Linked DNA regions of Pan troglodytes: all the other regions are linked to region 2. The links are chromatin contacts, called in public Hi-C maps. All regions are on one chromosome and are shown on one strand. The core of a region is the stretch at or near the end of the contact, and the rest is flanking DNA. Distances in the headings are between cores, read along the strand shown. Region 1 overlaps BCOR (BCL6 corepressor). Region 2 has its middle 240 kb from the start of MIR3937. Region 3 has its middle 98 kb from the start of MIR3937.

Region 1 (3,187 bases), core at 331-2,830, 190 kb after region 2:
CAGCGCTGAGCAGATGTGAGCGAGCTGGCAGACGCGCAAATGAGGCCTGCCTCGGAGCACGATAACAAGTGACTAATACATTGCATATCGTTGAAAGAAAATTATTTTTCTCTAATTTGCATTTGCTTGGGGGAAAAAAAGCCAACGCGAGTCCCTCCTCACATGCACAAGTCTAATCCTGGAAATACAGCCCGGCTGCTTTAAGAGAGCTGGAAGGAGGGAAAGACTGCCAGTGTTTTGGCGTTGCAGGCTTGTTTATCTTTCCGCCTTTCCTCCAAGGCGAAACTCGTTTTGCAAGCAACATTCCTACAGAAAATGGCACACGTCATAAAAAGAGACCAATTTATAGAACTGGCACCGAAGTTCATGTCTCACTCCAGAAGCATCTCCCAGCTCCCCATCGGAAACCCAACTAGATGTAGAAGTCCATGTTAAAACTTAGAGAGTAGACTTAGGGAGGGGAGGTGCTGAGGGTGGGGGGGACAGGAGAGAATGAACTAGATTTGCAGATATCCTGTAGGCTGTACACCCAGAGACCAAAGTCAGCCCTAAATGATCTTCCAAAACCCAGGGAGGACCAGGCAGGTGCCAGGGCTTGGAAGGCTTCAACCTTGGGACTCATGGGGGAGATGAGTGAATTTTTACACCCAGCTTGCCCCAGGACGGTCCAGAGGCAGGTCCACATTCTTGGCCATCCTAAGTCCACCTGCTTGGGCCAGCCATGAACCTCCAGGACTGGCCTAGTGGGTAACTGCCACCACCAACTGCTCTCCCTCCCACCCTGGCGCCTCTCTGCAGGGCCTGGCGGGGTACCAGGAACTCAAAGAAAGCCTGTTGCTGTGGGCATCTAGTTGATGAAGTCGGAGTAGGTGGTGCTGTGGGCAGGCTTCAGGACGGCACCTTTGCGTGCTGCAGTTGAAGGCAAATGTGCTCTTGAAAACGGGAAGGCTTGGAAGAAAAGGTTAAGGGATGTGGGTAATCAAAAGCCAATCTGTCCTCCCTTCCCCCCAAAATACACCCCCCTTAGGGTACTGAACCTGCACACTTGCATTTCCAAGCTGGAAACAGTGTCGAGTGCACAGAACACAGCACCCGCCTGTCTCTAACTTGTCTGAATAACAGGGCCATTTCAGAGGGGAACAACGGCCTTCAGAGCCTCTGCAATTTCCAGAAAGCTTTCAGTTAATAACACATTCTTTCCAACAAGCTTACTTAGGGCTGAAAGTTATTTTCACAAATCTTAAAAACTCTGTCATAAACAGCTGAGGACCCAGTTCAACGGATCCTGGCCAAACCCCACCAACACAGTGACACTCACGGCCCCGTGGGCCTTCTCCCGCCACCTCTGCCTCACCACAAGTTCCCTAAACCACAACATACAAACCATCCTGCACCCCACCCCAATCCTGGGAAGTCATAAAGATGTGTGTTGGGGATGGAGGGCGGGTGTGCCGTGGAGCTTTCTCTCATCTGGGGATGCGCTGGCCAGAAACTGGCCGCCACCTCTGCAGCTCGTCCATGGGCCTGCATAGTGCGCGCTTTGTGTAAGTGCTGAGGAGGCGCAGCGCTGCTCGCGCGCCAACAGCTGTCACATTATTTGCACTCGCTGTAAACAGCCTTCACATTCCCCCCTTACCACATAGTTAAAGCCAGACTAACAATCCACAGTTAGAGATCAAACCAACAACAGCAGCATTGTGTCTGCCTTTGCTGCCTTCACACCAAGCCCAGCAGCTGGCAGGTTTCTCCGGAACAAGGGACCCCTTCTCCCCCTACCCCTCCGGGATCCAGCCAAGGCTAGCCAAGGAAGCATGCGTTTGTCAGCGCTGTTTGTTAAAGCAAAAGAGCACCGCCATTTCGCAGAGATTTCCGTGTGGCTCATCAGCCCTCTCCGAGAGTTTACTCCTTCTGGAAGCTCGAGGAAGCATCACGAGAATAAAGGTTGTGGAGACTCGCAGGGTTGGTTTCCATGCTCAGCAAAGTGGGGTCTGGCCGGGCTGGGGCCGGGGCCGGGACAGGGAGGTCTGCCCCTCTCCATGCCATGTCACAGAGGCCAGACAGGTCTGTGCTTTCTGCAGCCCTCAGCGGAATGCCTCCTGTCTTTCGGAAATTGCCCAACTCACTGAATACTTACTGGCCGCCCCACTGATCAAAATGTCTCCTTTATGATTTTTGGTTAAGTTGAACATTTCCATAATCGTCATTATTAGTGCAAATTACACGCCTAATCGGTCCTTAAATAGATTTTAATTAAATAAGCATACAAGGCTCATTTTATGACTTAAGAAAGCATTACTTTTCGTTATAAACTTTCCGCCAGGATACAGAATAACGATAGCAGACAAATACTTATTCTTTGAAAATCACCAATAACCGATGGGCAGAGTATCATGAAACATACCCTGTTTTACCCTCTGGAATCAAAGCTGAGACCAGACATATCACAGCTGTACAACTTTCCTCCTGGGATGGGAGAGAGGATTTCTTCCTCCAAAGCACTATGTCTGTCTTCCTTGTGGCCAGTAGAAATAAACCCCCGGTGCTGCTTTCCCTACCCATCTGATGAGATTTCTCTAGTTGATGTCCTCTAGCAACCACTCCTCCCCCACCTCCATCCATTTTCCACCCTTTCGCCTGCTTAGAGTCCTGGTGCAAAGCAGGCACGCTGTGCTTGTTAAATGCTGTGTAAAATGCTGTTAATAAAATAATAAATACAAAGGATGGAGGCTGCTGCTTCCACGGGTGTTTTGACTGGAAATGCCTTGGCACTTGTCATGTGTTTATGGGAGGGCAGACAACGCTAGGATTTACATAGTTTGGACATTTCTGTACTTCATTTATTCTTTCCTAAATGACGTAGGCCTCGAGCTATTTCAAGTTTGCATTTGTACAGAACTGTTAAATGCCTAGGAGTTTCTCCAATTAAACCAAGTTTAAAATCAGACCCAAAGCTGGAACATACACTCAGACTTGCCCAACTCCACCTTCAGCCTCGGTGGCTGGAGAAAACAAACAGATCCTCGAAAACAATCAGTCCTCGAGCTCCCCACCTTCACCCCCCCCTCCAGGAGGGCCCCTAGGGCAAAGGTTAAGGCGTCTCTAGATTCCAAGCCCCAGCCCAGGCTACACACTGAGGCAATCACTGCAGTAAGGCGCATCTTGTCCATACACTACCTTTAAAATCGTG
Region 2 (3,218 bases), core at 24-2,523:
GGGCTGCAGGAAGGGTGTCTGGGGAGGATGCAATGGAGTTGAAGAAATTTCATGTGTGGTTGGGGGCAGGGGTTGCCCTACTGAAGGAGTCTATTATGTTTGGAATAATCTCTCAAAGCAAGGGGAAATAAAGTACAATCAGTGGAGGAAACCTCTGGAACAATTTAAGGGAAACTGGACAAAACCCCCCAGACTGTAATAAAATGGCATCTGGAGTCCTGCTGGTTCCCAAGGACTCTCTACCACAGGCTGGGGTCTCTGGAAGCAGACGCTGAGATGGATATTGGGGGTTAAGAGGAATTTGTGAGGGATCAGATCCTGTGAAAGGAAGTGGGGGGCAAGCAGGACTTGGCAGAGCGGGTAGTCAAGCTGGGATACAGGTCCAACAGAGTCTTGACTAACCTGGAGGAGAGAGTTCTGGAGTTCTGGAGAGTTCCCGGCCAAAATGGCAAGCCCTTTATTTATTTATTTATTTATTTATTTATTTATTTATTTATTTACTTTGAGATGGAATCTCACTCTGTCGCCCAGGCTGGAGTGCACTGGCGTGATCTCGGCTCACTGCAAGCTCCGCCTCCCGGGTTCATGCCATTCTCCTGCCTCAGCCTCCAGAGTAGCTGGGACTACAGGCGCCTGGCACCACATCCAGCTAATTTTTTGTATTTTCAGTAGAGACGGGGTTTCACAGTGTTAGCCAGGATGGTCTCCATCTCCTGACTTTGTGATCCGCCCACCTCGGCCTCCCAAAGCACTGGGATTACAGCGTGAGCCACCGTGCCCAGCAAAGGCAAGCCCTTTATAACAGGCCCCCCACCCCACTTCAGCACCAGATATGGGCCACCCCAGGAGAGTGTGGCCTTGGCCGAGGCATTCTTAAACGCCCAAGGCTTGACAGCTGGAGGCTGTCTGGAGACTACACAGCCTGCAGCTGGGCAGCCAGGCCTTCCACAAAGAGAGATCTGGGCGGTGCCCCTCCATGTCAGCCACTCCCTCTCCCCTCCCTCAATGTCTAGGCTTCTAGCACATCTGGACAGATCAATCTCTTTCTTTACCTCGGGGCCTGGTCGCCCCCTCACTGTTCTTCCGGAGGCTGATGCCTGTCTGGAACCTGGTCTGACCCTAGCCCAGCCTTGCGTTTTAGTTGGCCCAGGCCCACGGAGGAGAACGCTAGTCTGATTTCTCCATTGTGCTTTCCTCCTACACTCAGGCACTGAGTCCCGGGAACCAACGGCCATCACAGCTTGCGACTGCAGGGGGCCTCATGCTTCCGGCTTGTTTAAGGGTTGCTTCTGCAGGGCTGATCATTAGGCTTCATTGTGCCACCCACCAGGGCACTAGGCAGCCCAGGACGACCCTCGGACAAGCCCAACCACAGTTAAATAAGACAACCCAATCAGCACCACAAAATATCCACAGCTTGGCCCATCGGCTGTGGCGAACGTGTTCCTCTCCAGCCGCCAGCTCAGCCCCCCTTCCTCCCAAGAGTTGCCAGTGACCAGCTGTTACTTGTTCCCCAGCCATGTAGCTTCACCCGCAAAGAATCCAGGGCTCCGGCTCCACTCTCCAGCCTGGTGGTTGAAATAACCAGCACATTCTTCACATACCTGCCAGCTTCCCAACTTGCCTAGGCTGTTCGGCAGCCCGACTTCTCTCTCTGGATTAATATTAAGGGTCTTGAAGAGGAGCAGCACAGGTCTGGGGAAACGTGGGGACTGAGTAAACATTCGGGGCTAACCCCAGCCCTCACTTCCCCTCCTGACATCTGGCCTAAACTCCCTGCTGCAAACCCCTTGAAGCTACTTCCCCTGGCACAAGTTATGGCCCAGAACGACCAGTGTTGGGTGCTGAGCAGGGAAGCCAGGAGTGGCTTCCGGCTTACCTGGTAGTAGAAAAGGAATGCCTAGAGCACTTCTCTAAAACGAGCTGGGGAGAAGTTGGGGGACAGTGTGGTACTCACTGTGGCTGTGCACATAAACGACACCAGCCAATGCGAGCCACATCAGGAGGGTGGTCTTGGTTGGAACCGCCCAGCCCACTCTTGCTTATAACTTGGGTCAGCAAGAAGCTGTGGGCTTCCAGGGGTGGAATCCTAGAGGAGACCTCCTACAGGCCTACTTAACCCCCATTACATTCATTCCCTAATATACTTTTCACCTTCAGCAAATAGTGCAAATTTGAATTTTTACTCACTGATCAAATATTTACCCTGTGAGCTGCCAGTCTGGCTGAGCTTGACTTCCACAATTCTCCACATTTGTATTAGATGAATTAGCATTTTATTGTTGGCAGATTCGACAGTGAGATAAGGAAGACCAGAGGTAGCAGCCCAAGAGATTCTCCATGAAGAGTATGTTCAGTTTAGTCTTTTGTCTTAGTGTAAGTGACAGGTCTCCCAAACAATCCATCAGATATTTTAAAACATTGTTTTGGAAGGTATGAAAGATAATTGCTCACAAAGAACAACAACTTTCTGTACTTCTCATCTTCGTGACACACACCTTCAAAACCTGTTACCTGGGAACGTGGGTTTAAGGCGTGTTTCATTGTTTCGTTCTGTTTTGTTGCCACAGAAGCTTGAGCAAATCAAGTCACCTCTCTGAGCCTCAGCTTCCTTATTGGCATAATGGGCACAGTAACATTACCCCTTTCAGAAGGCTGTTGTGAGGGTCAAAATAAATATTAGAGATGACCAACACTGTAAAATATAAAGCACTACATGAAGAATTGTATAAGACTAGAAACTGAGGCCATTTTAAAACATGGTCCCCAAAGTCTTTAACACTCCTCCCATCAAGAACTGGGGTCTATGTCCCCTCTCCTTGAATCTGAGTGGGCTCATGACTGCTTCATCCCATACAATATAGCATGAATGACACTGTGTGGCTTCCAAAGCTGTGTCAGAAAGGTGCATGCAACTTTCACCTGGTTCTCGTAGCACAGTTGCTATGGGGGAAGCCAGTCGCCACATAAGAAATCCAGCCTTCCTGAGACTGCTGTACTGAGGAGGCCGCGCACAGAGGCTCCGGGTGACAACTCCTCCCCACCAAGGCACCAGACATGAGTGGAGCCATGTTGGAAACCTCCAGACCCAGCTCACCTGCCACTGGGTAGTCTCAGTAGATACCATGAGGAGTGAAAGAAGGGCCCAGCTGAGCCCCGCCCAAATTGTGCACAATGAAATGGGTGTGGCTTTGTGCCACTACATTTGGGTGGTTTGT
Region 3 (3,468 bases), core at 194-2,693, 140 kb before region 2:
TTATAATCCCAGGATTTGGGGAGGCTGAGGCTGGAGGATCACTTGAGGCCAGGAGTCTAAGACCAGCCTGGGCAACGTAGCATCTCTATTAATTTTTTTAAAAATACTGCCAAAAATGACTCCTGCTCCCTGTGAAATTCTCAGGCCTCTCTCTCTAGCCCTGAGAATCTATGAAAGGGCCATCCTCTTGCCAACTTAGAAGCAGAGCACATTTCCTAAGGAGGCTTGGAGCTGAGGGCTTGGATGACCCTATCCTCCCACAGACAATCCGTAAGCACCTAGTGGGTGTCAGGCACCAGTGGGGGACCAGGGCGACAGGTAAGCCACACAGTCAAAGTCCTGCTTCCAAAGTGCTCACAAGCTTAGAGTAATGACATCACCACCATTACCTATGGTGACACTGTGATCTGCCACCCAGCCTCTCAGCTCTCAACCCCATCAGGGTCTGTCTCAGCTGCTGAGAGCCGCCTGGCTGAAGCAATGGCCTCCAGGGTCAGCCCAGGCCCAAGGACTGATGACTGCAAGGGGATCACCTGGGGACAACTCGGCATCCCTGGCTGGGTATGCTCAGGTTCAGGGCAGGTCATCCCTGGCTAGGCTCCTGTTCATCACGTGGCCGGGTGCTGGAAGAGCTGCACCCAGATGGAAGACGCGTGCCAGTTGCAGAGCTGCGAGCTGTTGGCTGGGGCCTTGGCGCCCTGGCTGATAATCCCACGCTATGTAACCCTGGGCTGAGTGTGCTACACCAAGAAGGGGAGAAGACAGAATATTCTAACAGGCTGTGGGCCCCCGCCGCCATCTGGATCTCGCTTTCCTCACCTCTGAGGGGTCTTTTCCAGTTCCAATATGCAAATGGTTCGTCACTCGCTGTAGAATAGAATCAGAGCTATGATATGCTGTCCACGTGGCCCACAGACTCAGGGAGGGTCCGAAACTCTGCCAGGGCCTACTGTGCTCCTTTCAGAGGAGCACCACCCCACCCAAGGCACCCCAGGGTGTCTCAGGAGGGCAGCCCAGGACCACTCCCAATGCACTGAAAGCTGACTGTGTTCAGTAGGGGAGAGGGGCCCCTTCTCTAAATATTTTCTCTCCAGGTTTGGCTGGAGACAGTCACAGCCGGTCAGGGGGCTCAAAGAGGCGCCAGGCCTGCCAAGAACCACCTGAGGACGGCGTTTGTGAGGAAAACCCAGGGAGCAGGGCTGGCCCACTCCCAGGCAGCAAAAGTACGGGGCCACCCTCCCCTTCCTGGGTTGGAGCCAGGGCACCCACTGTGGCTGGAAGGGAGAAAGGGAGTTGTGGGCCCAGGCAGCCCCCAGAAAACAGCCCGCAGCCCTCCAGTCAGCTGCCGCGTGTTTGTTTTCACAGCTGCTCCTCCAGCTCGGCTGTTCCAGTGAGCAAAGGAATCTGTTTGTCTGAGAAAAAGAATGTGGCAGAGAGGCGGGAGGCAGCCCCAGGCAGCCCCGTCAGCCTCCTCAGCTTCGGAGCTCACCAAAACCAGCCAGCCACCTCGGGGAGTCACCCAAGAGCCTAGATGGTAAGGTCACAGACTCAGAGACACCTTCACCTCCCCCGGCACCCTCCAGACAGCCCTGCTCCTCCGTGGACCAGGGCTTTGCCCAGAGACCTTGGGCAGGTGCCAGGCTGGCAGCCTGGGCACACAGGACAGAGACCCACCCGCCTGAGGTATTTTATTTACTTCTTTCTCATTCACAGACAACCCCCCACCACCCACACCACACACCACACACACACACACACACACACACACACACACACTCTGAGAAGAAAATCAGTCAGCTGTGTGTATGAGGAAAAAGCTCACAGGACTGAAAGCAAACAAGTCTGCAGCCAGGCCTGCCGTGAGGGTGAAGACGAGCAAGCAGAGGGGCTTTCTGCCTCTCTGCAAGGACGCCCTAGGCCCCCTACCCTCGCCCCAGCCCCCAGGCCAGCCTAGTCCCATCCTAGACAGAAGAGGCAGAGCTGGGTCCAGGTAGGGTGAAGGCATTTGCCAAACCAGAGGACCAGCCACAGCCCCCTCAGGCCTGTCATCCTAGTTCTGGAGTATTCTGAGCCGTCAAGCAGGAGCCCAGGCAGAGCCAGTCCAAAGGGCATTCTCCTTTGGGCGGTTTTGGCCATGGGGAGACCTGGGATCCCAAAAGAAGGACTCTGCACTCTTTTGGCTGGAGTGCAGTGGTGCAATCTCGGCTCACTGCAACCTCCGCCTCCTGGGCTCAAGCAATTTTCCCACCTTAACCTTCCGAGTAGCTGGGACCACAGACGCATACCCATGCCCAACTAATTTTTAGGTGTTTTTTGGTTTTGTGTTTTGTTTTGTTTTGTTTTGTTTGTAGAGACAGGGTTTTGCCCTGTTGCCCAGGCTAGTCTCGAACTCTTGGGCTCAAGTGATCCGCTCTCCTTGGCCTCCCAAAGTGCTGGGATTACAGTTGTGAGCCATTACACTCGGCCACACCAGGCACTCTTGATACCTCCTTCCACCCATACCCCTCACCAACCCCCTGCGCTGACCAAGAAGTTGCCCTGTGGGCTGGAACAGGGATGGAAGGGAGGCGAAGCTTCTGTTGAAATTTTCTAGATTACATCAGGCTGCCACCCCTAAGTGATCAGATTTGGTTTGGAAAGTTCCCCACTGCAATTGCAATCTGGCATGTGTTGAATCCCTCAGGTGTGTGGGAGTGGAATATATAATAACTAGTCCTCCCTCAATCTTTCCTAGTCAGATTACTCATCGAGATGCTGTTCAGCACCTCCCCTGGGTCAGCCTCTTCACATACAACACCTCTGAAAGGCTCTAGAAGGTTTGAGAACTTGCCCGAGGTCAGAAAGCAAAAGTGACCAAGAGAAGGTGTCTTCAGCTGGGCTCTCCCAGAAGCAGCCCCTGAAGCAAGGATTTGGGGCCAAGGGATTTATCTGAGGGCCGGGAAGTGGGCAGGGAAGGGAAGCAACTAGGAAAGGAGGTCACCAGAGTGAGACACTGGAGGCCAACCCCACTGAGCTTCTCAGAGAGACTCCATAAAAGATACCTCAATGTTACCCCACTTGGAGAGTGAGGGGGCTGGGGTATTTATCCTCTAGTTCCCATATATCATTGCCTGGGACATGTTCCCAAGGGCATTGCTGCCAAGCCCTCAGGTGGGGTTCTCATGCCCTCAGAGAACGTTCTGGACTGTTGAGTGTCAAAGGAATTGGGGCAGGCCACCAAGAACATCTGCTGCAGAAACTGACCACCGTTTGATGTGAAACCAGAGTCTTGCTGGGTTCCCTGCACCAGGCTGCCCTTTGCCTGGTACCTGAGACTGGGATGTCCAAAGCCCTCCACCTAGTCTGTGGAGTCAGCCTGCTAGTAGCTATGGTAGTAGGTGTGGGGAAAGGTGATAAGAGTGGGAGGAGGCAGAGGTACAAACAGCCTCCCCGTAGGAACCAGTTTGTACCACTTGAATGGGGTTGGGC

The links. Hi-C and Micro-C count contacts between places; a contact is called where the count stands out from the background.
Region 1: a Hi-C map of stem cell-derived neural progenitor cells shows a contact between it and region 2, with 4 times the contacts expected there. The contact joins two enhancer-like sites. A contact is called at or near these places in 1 of 7 Hi-C or Micro-C datasets (stem cell-derived neural progenitor cells) and 1 of 1 other capture datasets (stem cell-derived neural stem cells).
Region 3: a Hi-C map of stem cell-derived neural progenitor cells shows a contact between it and region 2, with 2.6 times the contacts expected there. The contact joins two enhancer-like sites. A contact is called at or near these places in 1 of 7 Hi-C or Micro-C datasets (stem cell-derived neural progenitor cells) and 1 of 1 other capture datasets (stem cell-derived neural stem cells).

Annotation. Positions count from the first base shown.
Region 1 is chrX:40,511,336-40,514,522 of NHGRI_mPanTro3-v2.0_pri, forward strand. All of the region lies in intron 1 of BCOR (BCL6 corepressor), which reads right to left. Among named protein-coding and RNA genes, the nearest start is that of BCOR, 91 kb to the right of the region's middle. Within about 2 kb of position 1,581, at least 6 of the 24 cell types and tissues checked have an H3K27ac peak or open chromatin away from gene starts, as enhancers often do. A contact at or near this core is called in stem cell-derived neural progenitor cells, where this site is marked.
Region 2 is chrX:40,321,413-40,324,630 of NHGRI_mPanTro3-v2.0_pri, forward strand. No RefSeq gene overlaps it. Among named protein-coding and RNA genes, the nearest start is that of MIR3937, 240 kb to the left of the region's middle. Within about 2 kb of position 1,274, at least 4 of the 24 cell types and tissues checked have an H3K27ac peak or open chromatin away from gene starts, as enhancers often do. A contact at or near this core is called in stem cell-derived neural progenitor cells and stem cell-derived neural stem cells, where this site is marked.
Region 3 is chrX:40,184,023-40,187,490 of NHGRI_mPanTro3-v2.0_pri, forward strand. No RefSeq gene overlaps it. Among named protein-coding and RNA genes, the nearest start is that of MIR3937, 98 kb to the left of the region's middle. Within about 2 kb of position 1,444, at least 8 of the 24 cell types and tissues checked have an H3K27ac peak or open chromatin away from gene starts, as enhancers often do. A contact at or near this core is called in stem cell-derived neural progenitor cells and stem cell-derived neural stem cells, where this site is marked.